Regions from separate parts of the Mus musculus genome. Here all the other regions are linked to region 1. Evidence: chromatin contacts called from public Hi-C and Micro-C data. All regions are on one chromosome and are shown on one strand. The core of a region is the stretch at or near the end of the contact, and the rest is flanking DNA. Distances in the headings are between cores, read along the strand shown. Region 1 holds the start of Ntf3 (neurotrophin 3). Region 2 overlaps Gm10415 (predicted gene 10415). Region 3 has its middle 76 kb from the start of Ntf3.

Region 1 (3,591 bases), core at 651-3,150:
AGAGACTGGCGGGAAGGGAGGGGGAAAGCAGGGGTGGGGGGAGGCAAGTGCGGGAAGTGGGGGAGGGCAGGGGCGGGCCAGAAGACCGCGAGAAAACCAGAACCTCACAGAGCACGCCCAAGCCAAACCTCCAAAGTGCTGTGTGGCAGGGTGAAGGGGAAAACTCTGCAGCCTGATCGGATCCGGAGGAAGAAGAAGATATTTTGGCAGGAGGGAAGTCCTTCAAAGGGATCGTTGGAGGTGACGTCCTTGGTGGGCCTCTGTGGGTGCTGCAGGCCATTTTCGATGTGGCAGCCCCCGTCAGCCAGGATAATGATGAGGCAGGTACAATCTATCTAGTATGCAGCCCCCGACTCTCCATCCTCTCTGGCCTCCTTTCGCCCCGCAGCTTCTCTCAGCCTTAACCGGTGGGTGCAATTCTGGCACTCCTGGGTGTGGACCAAACCTATGCATCTCCAAGGAATTTCCAGGTTTTGAACCTGGAACCTTGCTAAAGTACATTGCGAGTTGCTTATCAGACTTTATTAGGAGGCAAGGAAGAGGTGGACTATCAAATCGCCTCTCCTGCTGTGTGTGAGTCAAATGTCCTGACAGGAGGCAACTTGGAGAGTGGCAGAGGTGGGGGCGGGGGGAGGGGGCACTTGGACTTGAGTTCCACCTTGCAAGAATGGGGGAGGGAATGAAGGAGCAATGGTGTACTACTTTCTGGTTCTCCGGTTCCCCTTACCACTAGGATTCCCCCCTCCCCCTTCATTTCTCTTGGACCGCAGTTGAGCAAAATCTAGATGCTCTGACCACTGTAAAATCTGAGAGAATCAGCTCGGATCAAGTGTGTGTGTGTGTGGGGGGGGAATCTAATGAATAGCTAAAATAATCTACAAATAAGACCCTTGCCTCCACCCTGAGATCTTTTCCTCGAATGAATCTAGCGGTTGTGCAAGAGAGCGTCGCTACTTTCGGGGAGTCAGGAAGGGGTGCCTTGCTTGCCCTTTCTTCTGGGCAAATTGTTTTTGTACAAAGCGGCGAGTGCTGGGCAAATGCTCAGCTCCAGGGTCGGCTCCTACCTTGAAAGAAAGGGGTGGAGAAGTTAGGGAGTGTGTAGAACGTGGGGCTTTGGCTCATACCTCTCCTTTTCTTTCACGCACACTCTGCGCACACGCAAACCACCCCTTCCTCGGTTGCTTAGCACTCCCACCCTCACCGTACCTCAGCAACTTAACCTCCCTAGACAGCTTGAACTAACTGTGCCTTGTGAGCTGCCCCCAGGACTGAGGAGTTCGAGGGCAGGCAAGCAACTGTTCATGCGCAGATTCCTGTTGTTGTGAGGGCCTGGGGGGGCTGGGGGGGGGCTTAATAGGGGGTGGAGAGAGATCCAAAGACAGAAGGGTCTGAGGTTTGGAGACAGAGTTTAAGGTTGAGGTTCAAGCTTTCCTGAGCCAAGGGGCAAGAAAGGCCTTCATCTGCCTAGTTAGAAAGAAAGAAAGAAAGAAAGAAAGAAAGAAAGAAAGAAAGGAAGGAAGCCTTAAAAGAAAAAGTTCAAGAATAAGACAGATCGAAGATATTTACGTGTAAAATATAATGATAAATCAAACGTTTTTTGTTGGCTCCTTCTCCCCATCTCTAAAAGGGAAGGTCAAAAGAGGGGATAATGAAGAGTAGGCTATTTTGAGAGGGCTTATTTGTTGTTTGTTCGTTCGTTTGTTTTCCTTTGAAGTGGACTAGGAGAAATGACTAGGTCTTCCCATTGGTCTCGAGAGCAAACTCCAAAATGCCAGGGAGCGGGCCTGCAAGTCACTGCGGGCGGGGCTAGGGGGCTTGGCGCGGAAGGGGTTAAGGCGCTGAGCGCGGAGCCATCTGGCCGGGTTGGCTGGTTATAACCGCTCAGATTATGTTCACGGGACTCAGAGTTGAAGGCTCCTCTCCTTACCCAGCAGCTCCGCGCACCGCCCCGCGAGATAGCCCGGCGCAACTTTCTTCCCTCTTTCTTTCTTCCCCTCGTTTTTTCCCACCGCTGGGTAGTGGCTGCGGCAGGGGTGGGCGAGACTGAATGACCGAACTCGAGTCCACCTTTCTCTTCATGTCGACGTCCCTGGAAATAGTCACACGGATGCCATGGTTACTTCTGCCACGGTAAGGGGACGTGGCGGGCACGTTGGGTGGGCAGGTCCCGGAGGGGGTGGGGGAATCGCGTGGGGGAGATTTTCTTGGGGATCCGCGTGGGGGGCCCCAATTCTGCACCCAGCCCCACCCCCATCGCGCAACACGCTAACTTTTCGGTTCTTGTGCCTTCCCCAAAGTTTGAGCTCGAATCTGCCCAGGCCTAGGCGCAATTACCACCACCCTCCTTCCACATGCATGCACACTTGTGCGCGCGTGGATATGGCTCTCCTCCTCCTCCTCCTCCTCCTCCTCCTCCTCTTTTCTCTAGTCCCCTGGCTGCTCAAGAAACCGCCCTCAGTCTGGGAAAGTGATCAGGTTTAACAAACCTGCATTGGGAAGGGAAGGAGGTGGAGGCGAGGGAAAATGGGGACCACGAAAAGGCAAGAAAGGGATTCTGGACATCACCATCCTACTCCACCTCATGCATACACACCTCCGACCCTCCTATCTGGTTCCCCCAGAAGACTCCCGCGCATCCTATAATAAAAGCGGGTAGCAGACAAAAATGGGGCTTGGAAGAGACCAGGATCCCGGCTTGTGCCCTGCACCCCGCTGGCCACCGGGCAACGTTCATCAGCTCCAACACACAGCCCGGCAGGGCGTGGGCTGGGGGAGGGGCTGCAAAGCTCAGGACCCGCACCGTCACTTCTCAGGTTGGGGGGAGTTGGGACTTAAGCCCAACAGTGCGTATCTGCGTTGTTGTCCCACATAAAGCTTTTTCTCTGAGAGGGTCCCTAGCTCTGGGCTACTCTGGCCAGCGCCAACCCAATGGCTTCCCACCCTGGGTCTTCGCGCAGATGTTGGAGCTAGCGCTCAGCCTGTGGGTCTGGGACCCGGCCATGGAACGGTGGGTACCGGGGTGGGGCCATCGGTAGGGATTTGGTGCCAGTTTCTCGGAGTCCTTTTTAGGGTTCCCACCCCCGCCCCAAGAGGTAGTATGGGAAGGGTCCAGAACATCAGAGACCCTCAGAGTTAGGTCGGAGTTAAAAGAACACATAGCAAACTGGACTGTTTCCTGCTGCCACCAAGGCGCTCTGCACAGTGGTGGATACTTCTAATGAAATTTGGCACTCTTGAAGGTGTGGAATGGGAGGGCTGGGGAGGACTTTTTTCCTTGTCGCTTTCGGGAGTGAGTGGGTGTGCATCCAAGAGGCGCTACTGCTTTGCGCAATTTTGGCGTTCTTCCGCGGCGTTCAGATGCACCTTCCTGGGACTCCAGCACCGAATGGTGTGGACACAGTTGATTAGAGAGGTCGCAGGCGGGAACTGGAATCGAGGCTCCCGTATTCCAGGTCTGGGAAGCACCCACCGGATTGACCCCGACCTCTGGCGGCCGGCGGGTAGCAGGTTGAGAGTCTGAGTGGCGGCTGCTCTAGGACGCGGTCCCAGCCAGAGCAGGCGGCTTGCTAGCTAGTGAGCTGGAGCCCCTGA
Region 2 (3,591 bases), core at 595-3,094, 120 kb before region 1:
AAGTTTTATATTTCTACATATAATATTGTCACATTTTCTTGCTGAGAGGTAAGTTCATAATAAAAATAGTAATGATTCTTTCTTCTTTGCTGTTTCTTTTAGAGATCAGAAGTGGAAAGGGTGATGAAACACTCCATCTCAGAGATGATCCAGTGAAGACATGAGGAGCACCTAGCTCAGTGGTCTGATCAAAGTGGGTGATGAGCTTGTCATTATGTTGGCCTTTGCCTCTGTGCAGATATAGCTGGTAACACGTGTTTCAAAGCCTCTTCCTAGCAGAGTCGAAAGCCAGGGTCTGGCCGATGACTGAGCTTCAGGAATGGCCTTTATAAAAAAAATGGCTTTGCTTTGTTCTCCTTCCATGCGTTCGATCCAGTTCATCAACCATAACAAGCTACGCAAATGCAGACCAGTGTGACTTTAAGTTGTTTGCTGTCCTGCTGGCACATCATGTGGCTTTCCACTGAGATGCAAGGAGGGGTTCCGAGAGTAAGCTGCTGCACCACTCCCTTCTCGGAAAGGGATGCCAGACCATCAGCAGAGCTAAGGAGGCTGGAGAAAGGCTGTATATCCTATGCATGTGTGTGAATTGGGAAACTCCTCTGTAACCACAGGCTGACCAACATCAGTTTAATTGCTTCCAAGCACAAAAACATCCAAAGCCGCTTCTTTGATCTAAAATTGTTTCTCAAGTCCCACAAAGTAAATGGTGGATAACATTGCCTGTCAACAGTGCCAGATACTGCAGCTGTCAAATAATCACCCGCTCTGTTCAAATGTTACAGATTCTCCTATAACCTGGTCACCATGAAGAACATCGATGGTGATGGTGAGATGACCAAAGGGAAGACCACCTGCCAGAGTTGCAGATGAAGGATAGGTTTAAGGGTCTTTAGAGAAGCAGGAACTTCGTCATTCATTATTTTCTGAGTTCCCTGAAGATCTGTGAGGTTGTTACCATCACACCCAGTCTTCAAGCAGAGAAAACTAAGAACAAGGAACATGAGAGAAATTGCTGAAGATACAACAGTTCTAAGAGGATTTATCCAGGATACCAACCGGCCCCACCCCTGTCAGGCATGCTCATCAACACGCTGTCTTGGCTCTCTCTCTCTTACTCCTTAACCACCTTGTGGACTGGAGCCATAGCTTGCATTTGGGAGTTTTTTTCTAGAGGGCAGAGCTCTCCTGAGACTTTCCTTGGGGGATGGGATTTTAGTCGAGCCAGGTCAGCTTCTAGCACTTGATTGGCCTGAGTATCTGGGTGTCAGTTGCTGGCATCTCTGCCCTGCACTTCTCTAGCATTTGAGCTGTGGAGAGCTCCAGCTCACAGTTGACTAACCATGTACTGGCCCAGACTTGAGACAAGAGTCTACTATATTGTTAGGATGGGGAAGGGTCTACCACAGTTTATTCTTCAACACCTACTTTGTTCAAAATTATGATAAATCTCATTGTCTGCAACATTATAAAGAAGACTGATTATCACCAGGCATTAGTATGTTAATCAGCCTATAAATCTGAAACTTAAAGCCATAAGATTGGATTTTTTTCATGAGGACAGTGAAAGTATACTGTAGATTTATACATTATTTTTACCTTCCCCTATAACTAAAGGCTTCGTGTGTACAATGAATGTGTAGAATTACCCAAAAGGGGGGACATAAAAGAAAACTAAATATCAGAAGTGAGGCACATATCAAGAGTTTCCTGGAAGAGACTTCAGATAGAGGAAAGTTACCTGGACAGACTGCTAGAGATTCCCAAATAGGCACATGAACAGAGTGAATCTAGGGAAGCAATCATTCCAGTGAGTCACTCCAGGGAACCAAACACCAGCTCCTATGCCTTCACTTTCCGCATTGTAATCCAAGGTGCCCGTAACCACACAGCTGTCATACAAAGAAAGGCAAGCCAGATCAATGACTGCACGTTGCTTACACAGAAAGTGAAAAGGAAACTAGAATATAGGGATGATGCCCAGTGGTAGAAGACTTGCCTATCATGATGTCTTCTTTTCAAACCCTTGGACCAGAATATTAATTAATTAATTAGTGAACGTATTAACTAGTTAAAGTGACAAGTAAGAAGATGCAGTAATTATAAAAAAGAAGGAACACTGGAAAGAAAATTACAAGACAACAGAGAAATTAAATAAGTCTAGAGCTAGTTACTTGAAAACATTGCTAAAACTGATAAAGCCCTACCCAGACAATCAAAAACTAAAACAAAAAAGAGAAGGTATTGTTTACTAATAAAGATGGTCATGGAAGAAGAATCAGGGTGGATTAAAAGCACAAGGACATTAAAGCACAAGGGAATTCAGTGAAAATAGCATGTTAATACATTAAACGGTCTGCATAAATTGGACAAGTTCATGTCAGGAAGGAACCATCAAAATTAACACAGAAAGAAACACATAAAAATGATATTTAAAGCTACTAAAGAAATTGAATTTCAGTTAAAAATTTCCCCCAAAGAAAGTGCCAATCCCAAATTACTCTACTGCTAAAGTTATAGCAAGCATAGAAAAAATAATGACGAGTTACTAATACCACAAATAAACTATGATCGGTTCTTGTCATATGCACACTTAAGACTGAAATAAGAATCTTTTTATACATAATTTTATGAAAAGACACAAATAAAGTGGAATTAGCTTTATATATTAAAAGTTGCTAAATATAACTTGTGAGGAAAATTTTAAATCTGTATAGTCATACATTTTTTTGTAAATTGAATCTGTAATGTATAAATTCTTTGACAAAATAAGTTTTGGTCTAAGATGATGAACCTACTAAAATATGTTTAGAATGTGTGCCACGGACCTCACATAAGCTCAAAAGGCAGAGCAGAAATAATTCCTTTCTGAGTCATTCTTATGAGAACAAATTATATTGACACAACAACCCGGAAAATATATTTCAATAGTTGTGGTACTGACTGATATCCTTAAAAATCAAATGAAATTTCTTTGAAATGCATTTGAAAAATCAAAGATGAATATAGGAAAAATCATATCTTGTGATCAAGTGGGATTTATTCCAGGAATACAAATTGGGTTATAGACTGAGAAATAAATCAGTATAATTCAGGGCACTGAAAGAATAGAGGGTGGAAAATTATATAACTGTCTCATATATGCAAGAAATACAGCTGATAAAATTTAATATTGATTTGTGGCATTAAAAAACAAACAGTGGTAATTTAGAAGTAGAAGATATATGGTTCCATTTATAAAGTCTAAGAACAGGTAAAAATTAATATATGACTAGAAAACTCATAAAATGGCTTATGGTGGTGAGAGCTGAGGCTGTCACCTGGGCCAGGGAGGATTCCAGAAAAGACATGGGGGAGATAAGCGCAAAGAAGGAGCTTTGGGTGGTGAATATAGGAATGTGCTATTGTCACATAGAAGTTGGGAGTAGAACAGAGGCCACTAGGAGACAAGAAGGGGGCTAGAGGGTAGACCATGGGAATCAAAAGCAGTTGGAGGCAGGGACGTAGTTCTGTGTTGGAGCACCATATGGCAGCTATACTGCATTTCAGAATAACCAGAGAACACTTGAAAGCTTCCCAGCACACAGACAC
Region 3 (3,591 bases), core at 613-3,112, 76 kb before region 1:
CAACTGAATCTGCTAGTGGTATTATAATGCTAAAGCCAGATGTGTAAACCTTAGGAGAACCTTTGCCTTCAGCACACTTTGATTTCTGGCTTATTATAAATCCAAACTAGTGCATTCAGGAGGAACAAGGAGTTCGAACTCAGAATAGGAGCAAAGGAGTAAAATCTAGTTTGTTAAGAAAGATCTAAAGGTCATTTAACAAGCAACTAGTGGACAGCCATTATTTGGCCAGCACTGGGAGCACACTGGTACATAACATAGGCAGGGCAATGCCTGCTGGGGTGCAGAGTTCAGGCCTGGATACATAGCAGTCCATAAATCACTAATTATAACTGGTGATGAGTGATGTGCTTGAGAACAAGGATCAACGGCCAAGGACACCACACTTCAGTTTTCAGAGTTCAGCAGTGTCTGGAATGTAGAAACAGAAACCAAGGCTTCAGCCTTTCCATTCCACATCCACCAGACAAAGCTTTGCCCCAGTGGAGATTTCTGAGTGGAGACAGCAGGGACATTGTACCTTGTGGAGGGGCTTATATACCTTTAGTTACGTGCAGAAACCTTGCGGTTGTCTTCTTCTCCCCTTCTGGTCTAGATCTTGTAAGGTCCAGCCTTCCTGATCATTCATTAAGAAGTTAATGTATGGAGAGGAAGGACCTTGAAGAAGTGGTGGCAACATGGATAAGAAAATTTAACTAGTTCAATTTGAGCAAAGTGACTGGTTCTTTCTAAGCATGGGTCTCTTTTTAGTAGATAGTGACCTCTTTAGCTAGACACGCAAATGTGACTGAAATGCCCTCATCTGTGATGCTGGGCAATTCCAAGACTAAGACAATGATAGAGATCCTTCTCTTCTGAAACATGCTTCTATTTCTTGGGGACAGTGATGGTTAGTGTTCATTGTCAATTTAGTGGAATCTAGAATCACCTAAGACATGAGCCTCTAGGCATATCTGTGAAGAATTATCTTGACTAGTTTGATCAATATGGGAGGACCCTCTCACTGTCAGTGCATCATCTCATGGGCTGAATGCAAAGTTGAACACTAGCCTTCACTGTTTCTCCATCTTTTCTATGGATGAAATGTGATCAGTTGCCTCTGTCTGGCTGTGATTTCCTTACAGCAATGAACTATAATCTGGATTTGAGAGCTAAAATAAACCATTTCTTTCCCCAGTTGCTATTGTTGGAGTATTTTCATCATAGCAACTGGAAAAGAACCTAAGGCAAGGATCTTAATTTAATAGAATGAAACACAGAATCTTGAAGGAATAGACGAAGATTTTGCAACACTTTTGAGTATGGAGAGACCCACATATATTGAAAGATATGACAAAAGATCAAGTCAGGTTGGAAGGGTATGACCTTGTTAACTGAATACCTATAGGTCAGGAAGGCACATAACATTACTCTGCTTCCCAATAACATACTGGGGGGGGGGTGATGTCCAAAGGACCAGTAATTTCAAAACAGTTTCCACCCCAAATTAGGGACTCAAAAATGCCACTAAGAAGAACACAGGCTAGTGTCAGTGCTTAGGGTTTTGCCTCAGGTGAAAGATGCTATTTCACCAGGGATATCAGTTATTCATCCACAAATGTGATTGCAGGGTTGCCTGCTAATATTCCCTTCAGTCAGAGTCAGTCAGAAACATTAGGAAAAAAGCCCCTGACCTGGGAAAGAGTAGCACTAAGGAGTAAGGTAGAGGATGAATCTGTCAACCTCAGGGGGAGCAGGGTCCCTGCATGAAAGGGCATAGTGTACTCTGACACAGTGCCTGCTACTTCCCATGGTATAAACACTATCATTACAGTGGAGCCAGGCATGATGGCAACTGGCTCACACAATTCCTGGAAATTAACAGTTGGCTCATGGTTGCTACTGGGTGAATTCTGTCCCTAGAACAGTGTCCAGGTCACAAAGAGCAGACAAGGCATATTGAGCAAAGTGTGCCAATGCAGACCCCTCCAGTGTTGGTGGTTAGAAGTTCTTGTACCCTGTTGAGGTTCTCACGGTTGGAGAGCAGGAGGTGAGTGGAGGAGGTGAGTAGGGCCCGGGTAACCCAGGTAAGCCTGGGTGGGACTGAAATTACATCAAGTAAAGAGTTCAGTGGGCCCCCTAATTAGGCTGAATCTCCCATATGCCTTTTGAAACCATCATGCAGAGAGGCAATTCCATCAACAATAGCATAAAAGAAATTCTAAAATGAACACTGCTCATATCCCTAAAGCAAGCAAGCTTCTTCCTATGGGGCCACCCACTTGAAGACAATGCCCTGGTATCACACAGGAGAGAAAGTGACAATGAGAAGCAGGGAGGGTGAGGCCAGCTGTTCCCCTGAGTGGGGGAGGCAGGGACAGGCATGGTTATTAAAAGCTCCATGACATACTTTGGCTTTGGTGGTGAGGTTATGTCTCAACCCATGGGATCACTCCCTCCAGGGCAGATTGGGAAGACAATAGTGGCAGCCTGGTCGAGTTATTCATGTCCATGGGGCCTAATCCTGCTACATGTGTTGTCCCTTTGATAAGGCCCTGCCTTGTGTCTCTAAGCTTGACTCTGTAGTTCTTGACATTGTGGAAAAAATGAATCTCAGCTCTGAGCAGAATTGAGGATAGTGTGGCTATGGTGTTCGATCGCTACAACCCACATAAAAAGCTTACTTGGTGACACTGTAATCCCAATGCTTGAAAGGAAGAGACGGGCAAACTCCTGGGGCTTGCTGGACAGCCAGCCTAACCTAGTAGCTCAATAGGAGATCCTGCTTCAAAAGTCATGGTGAAAGGCACATGAGGAACAGGAACCAAACTTGACCTCTGGCCTCTACATACATACACATGCACAAGTTAACATGCATCCAAAATCATTATTGTACACACACACATACACACACACACACACACACACACACACACACACACACACAGAGAGAGAGAGAGAGAGAGAGAGAGAGAGAGAGAGAGAGAGAGAGAGGCACAGACATAAACACAATGACATGAAGACATATAGGAACAGGCACACACACACATATACACACAGAGAGAGAGAGAGAGAGAGAGAGAGAGAGAGAGAGAGAGAGAGAGAGAGAAAGAGAGAGAGAAAGAGAGGCACAGACATAGACACAATGACATGAAGACATATAGGAACAGGCACACACACACACACACACACACACACACACACACACATCCAGACACAATGAATGTACATATACAGAGACACAAAGTTAATGAATGATTCTGACTTAAGCAGTTAGTCCGGCCTTACAGCTACGCAGGGTTATGACGCTAAGAAAGACTCTAGGATGACAGAACTTCTGCTCTCCTGGTTGATAAATGACAAGGTAGCTTAGACAATGACTTTGCACACCTTTAAATCATGTCCTGCCAGTGGATACTTGATTTTCCATATCAGTCCAGCCTTGAAGTGGTTGAATGTCTTCTAAGGTAACAGGAGACCTTGTAATAAAATGAGATGCCATAGAACAATGTATCAGCCTGTCCAAGTAGGTCAAAATTATAAACAATGACTGTTTTTTTTTTTTTAATCGTGATGAAGTCAGGCTTGCCTTGAATCTAAAGACCAAGGAAA

What was found. A called contact is a pair of places that touch in the nucleus more often than the background predicts.
Region 2: a contact with region 1 is called in a Micro-C map of embryonic fibroblasts, with 2.9 times the contacts expected there. The contact joins the enhancer-like site here to the promoter of Ntf3 in region 1. A contact is called at or near these places in 4 of 484 Hi-C or Micro-C datasets (cerebellum, embryonic fibroblasts and nephron progenitors) and 2 of 9 other capture datasets (adipose tissue and liver).
Region 3: a Hi-C map of myocytes shows a contact between it and region 1, with 2.4 times the contacts expected there. The contact joins the enhancer-like site here to the promoter of Ntf3 in region 1. A contact is called at or near these places in 2 of 484 Hi-C or Micro-C datasets (cortical neurons and myocytes) and 2 of 9 other capture datasets (adipose tissue and liver).

What each region holds. Positions count from the first base shown.
Region 1 is chr6:126,163,269-126,166,859 of GRCm38.p6, reverse strand. It overlaps Ntf3 (neurotrophin 3), which reads left to right and starts at 1,900. Exons shown (of 2, transcript NM_001164035.1): 1 at 1,900-2,130. The coding sequence starts at 2,113.
Region 2 is chr6:126,285,649-126,289,239 of GRCm38.p6, reverse strand. Gm10415 (predicted gene 10415) reads left to right here. Exons shown (of 4, transcript NR_045480.1): 4 at 103-2,591. Among named protein-coding and RNA genes, the nearest start is that of Gm10415, 41 kb to the left of the region's middle. Within about 2 kb of position 1,844, at least 6 of the 459 cell types and tissues checked have an H3K27ac peak or open chromatin away from gene starts, as enhancers often do. A contact at or near this core is called in embryonic fibroblasts, where this site is marked.
Region 3 is chr6:126,239,227-126,242,817 of GRCm38.p6, reverse strand. No RefSeq gene overlaps it. Among named protein-coding and RNA genes, the nearest start is that of Ntf3, 76 kb to the right of the region's middle. Within about 2 kb of position 1,862, at least 2 of the 459 cell types and tissues checked have an H3K27ac peak or open chromatin away from gene starts, as enhancers often do. A contact at or near this core is called in myocytes, where this site is marked.